Linked DNA regions of Macaca fascicularis: region 2 is linked to region 1. The links are chromatin contacts, called in public Hi-C maps. All regions are on one chromosome and are shown on one strand. Each heading gives the region's core, a stretch centred on a gene start, on an enhancer-like site or on the middle of the called end of the contact. The rest is flanking DNA. Distances are from core to core; before and after follow the strand shown.

Region 1 (4,724 bases), core at 642-3,141:
GGCCTGGACTGCAGCCTCCCCGCCGCTCACTCACTGTAATGCAATTACCGCCTTCTGGAGCTCCACTCAGGGTGCAGGGGACGGATGCTAAACCACTCCCTTCGGGGAGCCCGCACGCGCGCAGAAACGTGGGCAGGCGGAGTGGCCTGGCGCAACACGCGTCGGGTTCAAACCCGCGCGGGCCCTGCGGAGGCGCCGGCCTGGGACCCCGGGCTGGGGCGTGGGGGCCACCGCAGCCCCGGCCACTTGCGGCTGGTGTCGGGAAAGGAACCGGGCGATGTCGCAGTTCTGATCACTGGCGCGCCACTCCCCGGGCCACCCGCCTCCCCGCCCTGCTCTCCGCGTAACGGGCAGCCGCGCTAACTTCCCGAAACTCCGCGGAGAGAAACCCTGTCCCGGCCCGCTCCTCCCCGCGGCGCGCGCTGGGGACGGAAGTGGGTGGGAGCCGCGGCCCCGCCGAGCCTTTGTTACGGCTCGGGGACCCCGCGGGCCGAGCGCAGCGCCCCGTCGCAGCGGCCCAGGGACCCACCGGCCTCCACCCCCGGGAAGCTCCCCCCGTTCCCGCTTCCGTCCCCGACAGGGCCGCCCGCAGCCAGAGCGAGACTGACCCGCGCCTGCGGCCCCAGAGCGGAACGCAGCGGCGCGTACTGGCGTCTGCCGGCGCTGGCTGCGCGCGCCCCTCGGCCACCGGGCGGAGGGACTTTCCTCACCTTCCCGGCTCTTCCACACCTACCGGTGGCAGGATCGCCGCTTCCCGCCGACAGTGGCTCGGCGGCCCAGACTTCTCAGCAGTGCCGCGGCCACGCCCCGCCTCGTTCCCACCGCGAGGGGAGCGGGTCCCCGTTCGGGATGATTCACTTCGTTCCTTACCTGGAGGCTCGCGCGTCCCCTCCCCTTGCGACCCGCGCGGCGGCCGGGAGCTGGCGCCCTCTGCTGGGCCACCAGGCGGGAGCACCCTCGGACGGGGTGGAGAGGGTGGGGACACGGAAGGGGGCCGAGCGCAGGCACCCCACCTCTCCCAACACGGGCACCCTTTCCCAAAACAGGGACCAGTGAGCGGGGACCATGCTGGGCCGACTCCCGAGGGAGACACGAGAGCTGTCCCCACGCCCCAGGATACGAACACGCGCCCGAAGCCGACCCCTTCCACGGCCAGCGGGTCCAGCCCCGTCCTCGGAGGTGGCCCAAGGAAACCGCGATGAATCGGCATAAGCACGTCCTGTCTTAAAACACCAGAAAGGCAGATTTTACTTTGTTTGGAAACTAAGTTTGTGTCCTGTGTCTCAGTAGCTCTCAGGGTAGTGGCAGTCACGCCCCCGGGGTCCCAGGGCTGGGAAGAGGCTTGGGTGAGCCCCAGCTGCAGCCCCGGGGATGCGGGGCTTTAGGATCCCAGTGGGGCTGGAGGCCAGGGCCGCCCTGTCGCTCTCCCGGCCGGGGGTGTGGCTGTCCAACTCTCTCTGTCCACTCGCTCCAAGTGAACTCTTCCAGCAAGTTGGCCTCTCAGGCTGTCCCCTGAGGACCTGAGCGAAACTCTGGAGGAGGACCAGGAAGAGGGGAGAGAGGACATTTCCGAGACCTTCCCGGGGGTGCGCCCACACTAGCGCGTCCACACTTGCGTCCCCACTTTTTCCCCCCCGACTCACCTTCTCCGCGCGCTCCTGCCGAGCCCCGACCGGGCTCGCACACCTGCCGGGCCCGGGCCGGGGGCGCACCCTTGCGCGGGACCTCGGTGGTGCGGCACCGTCCCCTGCCCAAGCTCGCTCTCAAGGAGGTGGGGGCCCCACGAGAGTCGGCCCGGGCCACTGTCGCCGTCGCCGCCGGAGCAGAGCCAGTGGCGAGCTCGTCAGGGCAGACCGGGCGCCTACGTCCCCGAGAGCCGGCGCGCGAGTCCCGGCCAGCGGGCAGGCGCCCGGTATTAATTGTAGGGCCCCCGGGTGTTGGCCGCCGGGCGCTCTGAGTGGCTCGGACCGCGCGCCAGGCCGGCAGGGCCGGCGCCACCCACCCCCTCGGCGCGCGCCCGGCCCAGGGACGCGCCCACGCGCACGCGCCCGGCGGCTCGGGGCTCCCTGTCTCTCACCGGCTCTGCTGCCCGGAGGCAGCTACTTACCCTGGAGCCCTGAGACGCCCCTCTAAGTCTCCAGACCTTCCAAGGATAAATAAAATCTGGCGACCCGTGCCAACGCTGTGGGCCAGTTGCAAAGGCGATCGTCCTTGCTGGCCACGCGCACCTGTGAAAAAGTCACGGCATCCCCCAATCTCCTCCACCGGGACGGAACCCAGCCTCGGTGGTTCTCGCACTTTAGCTACACCAGAGTCCTCCAAAACGTTTGTGAAAACACCATGACTGCCGCGCTTCGTGCCCCTTCCAGTGTCTGATTCTGTAAGACTTCTGTGGGGCCTGAGAATTTGCACTTCAAACAGATTCCCAGGTGATGCTGAGGCAGCTGCGAAGATTGAGAGTTAGGGCTTGTGAAAATACTTGATAAACGGCAGAACAGTAGATAAGTAAATACATTTTAACCTGTTAAGTGTGTTACTTGTCTGTTTCAGTAGGTAGTTGTGTTGTGACTATGTTTCCTCCTGAATATGCACCATCAGACAAAAAAGAAAAGCGAGTGTTCTTGTTTGCTCTAAAAGACCACAGATTGGGTGGCCTAAGCAACAGAAACTGATTTTCTCGCAGTCCTGGAGTCTGGAAGACTGTTCTGGGGATCAAGATGTGGGCAGGGTTGGTTTCTTCTGAGGCCAGTCTCCTAGGCTTGTAAATGGCTTTTTGTGGTGTCTTTGCAAGGCCTTCCCTCTGTGTCTGCGTCTTAATCTTTTCTCCTAAAGACGGTATATAACTTCATTGTAACTTAATCACCCCTTTAAAGACCCTGTCTCCAATTACATAACTTTATTTTATTGATTTATCTATTTATTTTGAGACGGAGTTTTGTTCTGTCACCAGCCTGGAGTGCAGTGGCCCAATCTTGGCTCACTGCAACCTCCGACTCCCTGCCTCAGCCTCCCGACTAGCTGGGATTACAGGCAGGCACCACCATGCCCAGCTAATTTTTGTAGTTTTAGTAGAGACGAGGTTTCACCATGTTGGCCAGGATAGTCTCCATCTCCTGACCTCGTGATCTGCCTGCCTCAGCCTCCCAGAGTGCTGGGATTACAGGCATGAGCCACAGTGCCCGGCCTACATCACATTTTTAAATATTGAGGGTTAGGACATCAACATATGAATTGGGATGGGGGGGCGGGAAGGGTGCACAATTCAGTCCATAACTGTGAGCTCCATTGCTCCTAAGATGCTAGAATAGAAATTGGACTTCAGCCTACCCTATCCCCTACTCCATCTCATCCTTTCCACGACAAGCTGACCTGTGGACTCACACATGGTCAAGTGCTATGAAGGGAAGCTGGAAGGATTGAAAATGCAGTAAGGAAACAGCCCTCTCAACTCGGTTTATGGTCATAGCAGCAGCAGAGACACTCCAGTGTGGAAAAGAATATAGGGGATCTATCAGGAATTTGAAATCCTTTACCAGCAAACATTTCAGAACTGGCCTCTAAGCCTTTGTTAGCGATTTAATCCAGAGTCACCCTTGCCCCAAACTCCGCTCTCTGCCTGCTCCCCATGTCATTGTCATCCCCCATGGGCTCTGTAATTAGAGACTGAAGTGAATAAATACAAATACGTCTAAGGCGCCTCATTCCTCCTGCCGTCTCCGGGAGCTCTGACACATTTACAGCTGGGGTAGACAGGAAGGATGTGAGGATGAGGGCTTTGGTGCTGACCCCACACTATCTAGAGACATCTGAAAAAAGTCATCTTCCACAAATTGGTCATTGCCCCAAATTAAGTGCACTTACTGATCCTACTTTGTAACTTTTCTTTGTAGATTGGTCCAACCCTTGATTTATTCTTTTTTTTTTTTTTTTTTTCCGAGACAGGATTTCACCATGTTGGCCAGGCTGGTCTTGAACTCCTGGCCTCAAGTGATCCGCCCGCCTTGGCCTCCCAAAGTGCTGGGATTACAGGCATGAGCCACTGTGCCCAACTGCACCCTTGACTTCTTAACACCAAGCCAGGCCCCTCTCCAAGCTGCAGATCCAGTGGCTGCTGGATTACCATAGACACTCCAAGCACATTAATGTGCAGCCATAATTGAACTCTTCCCCAAACTTTGTTTTCCCTGTATTACCCATCTGAGTGGATGGCACCAGCTCCACCACAGTCGTGCCTGCTAGAAACCCTGGCATCATCTGAGACAAGACCCTCTGCCTCACCCTTTACACCTCACCAGCTTCAATCCATTTGCTACGACATCCTTGATGCCTCCCAGAGGCTTCCTTATTCCCCACTCCTGCCACTATTGCCTCAGTCCAGGCCCTTCTACTATTTCCCCTCTGGCTTTTGATGCCAGCCTCCTGACCCCTGCTCCAGCCTGGCTTCTCAGCCAGCATCCCCCACACCGTATCTTCAGTGATCTTTCAAAACCAGAAACCTGATGACCCTGTGGGCCTTCTTAAACCCTCTCAATGGATTCCCTGGATGTTCCAGGAGAAATACGCAAACTCCTTGGCCCATCTCTGGCTATGACTTCATCTGCACCCTTCATACCAACCATAGGGACCACTTGTGCCAATGCCCTGCATATTCAAGAGGTTCCATGCTCTCTGAACACACTTACTTGGTCTAGAGAGAAGGTGTCACCTCCTTTCCAGCCTCCTCC
Region 2 (4,715 bases), core at 1,687-4,186, 110 kb after region 1:
CCAGTCATTGACAACCCCATCGAGGGGCTCCTCATATGTCATGTATGTTTTTTGAAGATCAACTGCATTGAGATATAATTCATATACGATAACATGTACCCATTATAAGTGTACAGTTCAATGAATCTTGACAAACATCTCCACTCGTGTAACAACTACCACAATCAAAATGCAGAACACGGCCGGGCGCGGTGGCTCACACCTGTAATCCCAGCACTTTGGGAGGCAGAAACAGGCAGATCACTTGAGGTCAGGAGTTTGAGACCAGTCTGACACTGTCTCTACTAAACAAAAACAAAAACAAAAACATTTACCCGGGTATGGTGGTGAATGCCTGTAATCCCAGCTACTCTGGAGGCTGAGGCAAGAGAATCACTTGAACCCAGGAGGCGGAGGTTGCAGTGAGCTGAGATCGAGTCATTGCACTCCAGTCTGGGCAATAAGAGTGAAACTCCATCTCAAAAAAAAAAAAAAAAAAAGGCAGGTGTGGTGGCAGGCGCCTGTAATCCTGGCTACTTGGGAGCTTGGGAGGCTGAGGCAAGAGAAGTGTTTGAACCTGGGAGGTGGAGGTTGCAGTGAGCCGAGACGGTGCCATTACACTCTGGCCTGGGCAACAAGAGCAAAACTCTGTCTCAAAAAATAAATAAATAAATAAAGCAGAACGTTCACATGTCCTTCTGCAATCACCTCCCCCACCCATATTGGCCCCAGGCAATCACTTCTCTGTTCTCTGTCACTCCAGATTAGTTTTGCCTTTTCAAGAATTTCCTATAAATGGAATCATATGTCATATTTTAAGCTTCTATAAAACAAATGGAAAAGCCAGAGAAACCCCATGCATTGGAATGGGGTCTACCAATCCGGATCTGGATCTGCTTGGCCAGCTTTTCTTGGCACTGCTCAAATTGGAGACAGACTATCCTACAGGCACAGCTCTTGCTCCTCCCTGGCTTGCGGTCCCACCACACTCTAGCTCAGGCTTCTCTCTGTGGCACTCTGTACTCACGGCTATTTCTCCCTCGCTCTTGGAGCTGCCTTTCCCTTCTTGGCCCACATCTACCAACTGGAAAAGAAAACAAAAAAATGAAACCCCTGGAAAGGCATCTTTGCTGGAGAGTCTGCTAATCTTTGGGGAGAACCAGACAGGAAGCACGTCCCCTCGGTTCTCACTGACATCCCAGATAATGTAAACTCCCCACTTCCTGTACAGCTGGCTCAGGAATTGGCCTCTCTGACACAATGAAGGAAGCTTCAGTTTCTCATTATTTAACAGTTGGACACCCCTTTGCTCTCCTGGATCCTAGGGCTATCTTTCCCTCTTTTGTCCAGGGTTTTGTTTTCTTTCTTCATCTCGTTCACCTTCAGATTTAAGAGAGTGTGAGAGAGAATGATGGTCTAGTCTTCTAATCATTTCCTCTTCTCGCTAAACCTGTCTGGTTTTTCATCCATATACAGAAGATATTTTATGACTGAGTAGACAGAAATGGGCTTCTGGAGCCCAGCTATCATTTGACATATTGTTGTTATTCTTCCCAGTAAAAACACTTCCACAAAAGAGCAACTGGTGGTAACTGAATATGTCTGCAGAAAAAAAGAAAATAAATATGCAGTACATTTCAACATGAGAACATTTTCCCACCTCTGGCTTCCTGGTGTATATAGTGCAGGCAGGAGGGAAACGTCCCTTGCCTTATACAGTATAAAGGCTAGACCAGTGGTTCTCAAAATGTAATCCTTAGGCCGGTGGCATCAGTGTCACCTGGCATATTGTTATCTATTGCTGCATCGCATGTATCCTAAAACGCAGTGGTGTTAAACACCAGTGAACATTTATTATTTCTCACAGTTTCTGTGGGTCAGGAATTTAGCTTAACGGGTTGGAGTCCCATGAGATTATAGACAAGATGTTATCCAGAGCTGCGGTCTCATCTGAATGCTTTATGAAATCCATTTCCAAGGTGGCACACACAGGCGGCTGGCAAATTTGTGCCAGGTGTTGGTGAGATGCCTCATTTCCTCCCTAGGTTGCTCACGTGTCCTCCAGACACGAGGGTCGGCCTTTCCCAGAGGGTGTGATCCAAGAGAGAGGGTGTGGAAACTGCTGTGCTTTTTAAAGCCTTGTCTTGAAATCACATGGCCATCTCTTAACATCGAACATGGTTAGAAACAAGTCATTTAATGTAGATCACACTTAAAGGGAGGAAAAGAAGCCTCCACCTTTTAAAGGGAGGAATGTCAAAAAGTTTGTGGACGTATTTTAAAAATAACACACCTGGCCAAGAAATGCATTTTCTTGGGCCACACTCCATACCTACCGAATCAGACACTGTGGGGTTGGGTCCATCAATCTGTTTTCAAAAGTCCTCTGGGTGATTTTGGTGCTGGCTAAAGTCGGGGAACCACCAGGTTGGACAGAACAACACTGAGAAAACCTCAACTTACTTGTAGTGCAGCCTTACCAGCCAGGGCTACCTTCTAGAATCTAGAAGCTGAGTTTTCATGAATCCACTGAGAGATAATGGCCTTACTTCAAGTTAATCCATAGCAAAGGTGCAGTAGGCAGAATGATCCCCCACACCCCCACAATGTCCATGTGCTAATCCCAGAAACCTTTGACTATGTCACCCTACATGACAAAAGGGACTTTGCAGATGTGATTAAGTGTCTTGAGGTGGGATATTAACCTGGATTATCCAGTAGGGCTCCAGTTAATCAGAAAGGATTTTTATAAAAGAGAGACAGGAGGTCAGAGTCAGAGAAGGAGAGGTGATGATGGTGCAGAGTTGGATAGGAATTTGAAGATGCTACATTGCTGGTTTGGAAGATGGAGGAAGGGGCCATGAGCCAAGGAATACAGCCAAGCCCTAGTAGCTGGAAAAGTCAAGACCACAGATTCACCCCGAGAACCACCAGAAACAACGCAGCCTGGCTGACCTATTCTTGACTTCGGAGCTCCGGAACCGTCAGATAATATGTGTGTGTTGTTTTAGGCCACTGAGTCTATGGTAATTTGTTACAGCAGGAACAGGAAGTTTATACAAAAGCATTCTTGTCTGAGCTTTCCTTTTGGTGGAAGAGGGATAAGAGTAAGAGGAGGGGATGGTCTGCTTCCTTAGATGTTTCCACCAAAAGAATAGACATCCATTTAATTGCAGATTCTGTACTTGTATTTTTACTTGCAGAAGCGAAATGCTCTAGAATGGAGCCAGTAGCCATATGAGAAATCAAAACTATTGCAAATTAAAAATTCAGTTCCCAGTCTCATCAGCCACTTTTCAAGTGCTCCATAGCCAATAGGGTGAGTGGCTAATGCATTGGGCAGCCCAGATATAGGGCATTTCCACCCTTACAAAAAGTTCTATTAGATAGAGCTGCAGCCTTGAGCTCCTAGGCTCAAGGAATCCTCCCACCTCAGTCTCCTGAGTAGCTGGGACTACAGGTATGCACCACCACATCTAGCTGATTAATTCTTTTTTTTTTTTTTTTTTTTTTTTTTTTTTTTTTTTTGAGATGTGGTCTTGATTGGTTGCCCATTCTGGTCTTGAACTCCTAGCCTCAAGCAATCCTGCCTTAGCCTCCCAAAGTGTTGGATTACAGGTAAGAGCCACCATGCTTGGTTCCTTTCCTAATTTTAAATAAGCTTTTGCAAAATATTGTCCCACATCTTGGCCATGGTTATGAGTACAGGTGGGTACTACTGGACCCTTTTAGCTCTGGAACTTGTATTTACTTGCTGTACTCATTAGCTAGGTTTTAAAAACCGTACTTTAGGGTCTCCTAGGGATTAACCGTACTTTAGGGGCTGCAGGAACAAAAACATGGGGGGTGAGGGAAGCACATCTCCTGGAAGTCATTTGGACAAGATTCCTTCTCACTTAAGACCACAACTAGAAGCAAGAAGTCATTTGCACTTGAATATTGACCTAGACTTACCATCTGGAGTTTCTGTATTTGTGAAGATTTCTTCAAAAACTTGATCCAAATATTATTTCAGAGGAAGCAAGTTAATTTGAAACATAGTATATTAGGTTTAGGATTAACTCAGCTATTTTGTATTTATATTCCCAGAAACATTGTATTCTTTTCCATTGAAACATACAAACACACCCACATCCACACCCACCCACACAGATTTGTACTTTATGGAATACACTGTACCTGTCTATTGCAGAGAGTTTTATGGTGCTTCTAGCCAAAACCAATAAAATTTGGATAAAAACGGAGTCTTTGGTAGTTTCTTTCAGCCATATAATCCCAGCCCCTAAGGGCGTCTTAGCAGAATTAACAACCCCTTTGGTTCAGGAGAGGCTGATTGGCAAAGTGATAGGAACCCCACATCTGATCGAAGTTGCTAAACTTCTCATATTGAGCGTTAAAAATGTTACATGTGTTGAGATCACACTTCTTGCCTCTGACAGCAATCTCACTTTATCGGATACTATCATTATTATTTATGATATGAATAATACTATCATTATTTATTATTATCAGATGCTACCTCATTATTAATTATATATAAATTTCCCAACTAGAGCAAAATTCTCTGGGAACAGAGAGCGTGCCTTGTGCTTCTACCTGTCTTGGGCAGAATAAACTCTCAACAGATGCAGGCTGGAGTGATTGTCACTGCTGTTTTAAGAACAAGAGATGGTCTCTGTCTGTAGAGTTTGCCTGGGTCACGCAGCCTTTGCAGGCCTGTTTTCTCGTCCTGAAAA

What was found. Hi-C and Micro-C count contacts between places; a contact is called where the count stands out from the background.
Region 2: a Hi-C map of liver shows a contact between it and region 1, with 2.3 times the contacts expected there. The contact joins the enhancer-like site here to the promoter of LOC102125303 in region 1. A contact is called at or near these places in 2 of 2 Hi-C or Micro-C datasets (liver and skeletal muscle).

What each region holds. Positions count from the first base shown.
Region 1 is chr9:30,448,116-30,452,839 of T2T-MFA8v1.1, forward strand. LOC102125303 (supervillin) reads right to left here and starts at 1,892. Exons shown (of 40, transcript XM_074001307.1): 1 at 1,644-1,892.
Region 2 is chr9:30,561,590-30,566,304 of T2T-MFA8v1.1, forward strand. No RefSeq gene overlaps it. Among named protein-coding and RNA genes, the nearest start is that of JCAD, 270 kb to the right of the region's middle. Within about 2 kb of position 2,937, at least 1 of the 6 cell types and tissues checked has an H3K27ac peak or open chromatin away from gene starts, as enhancers often do.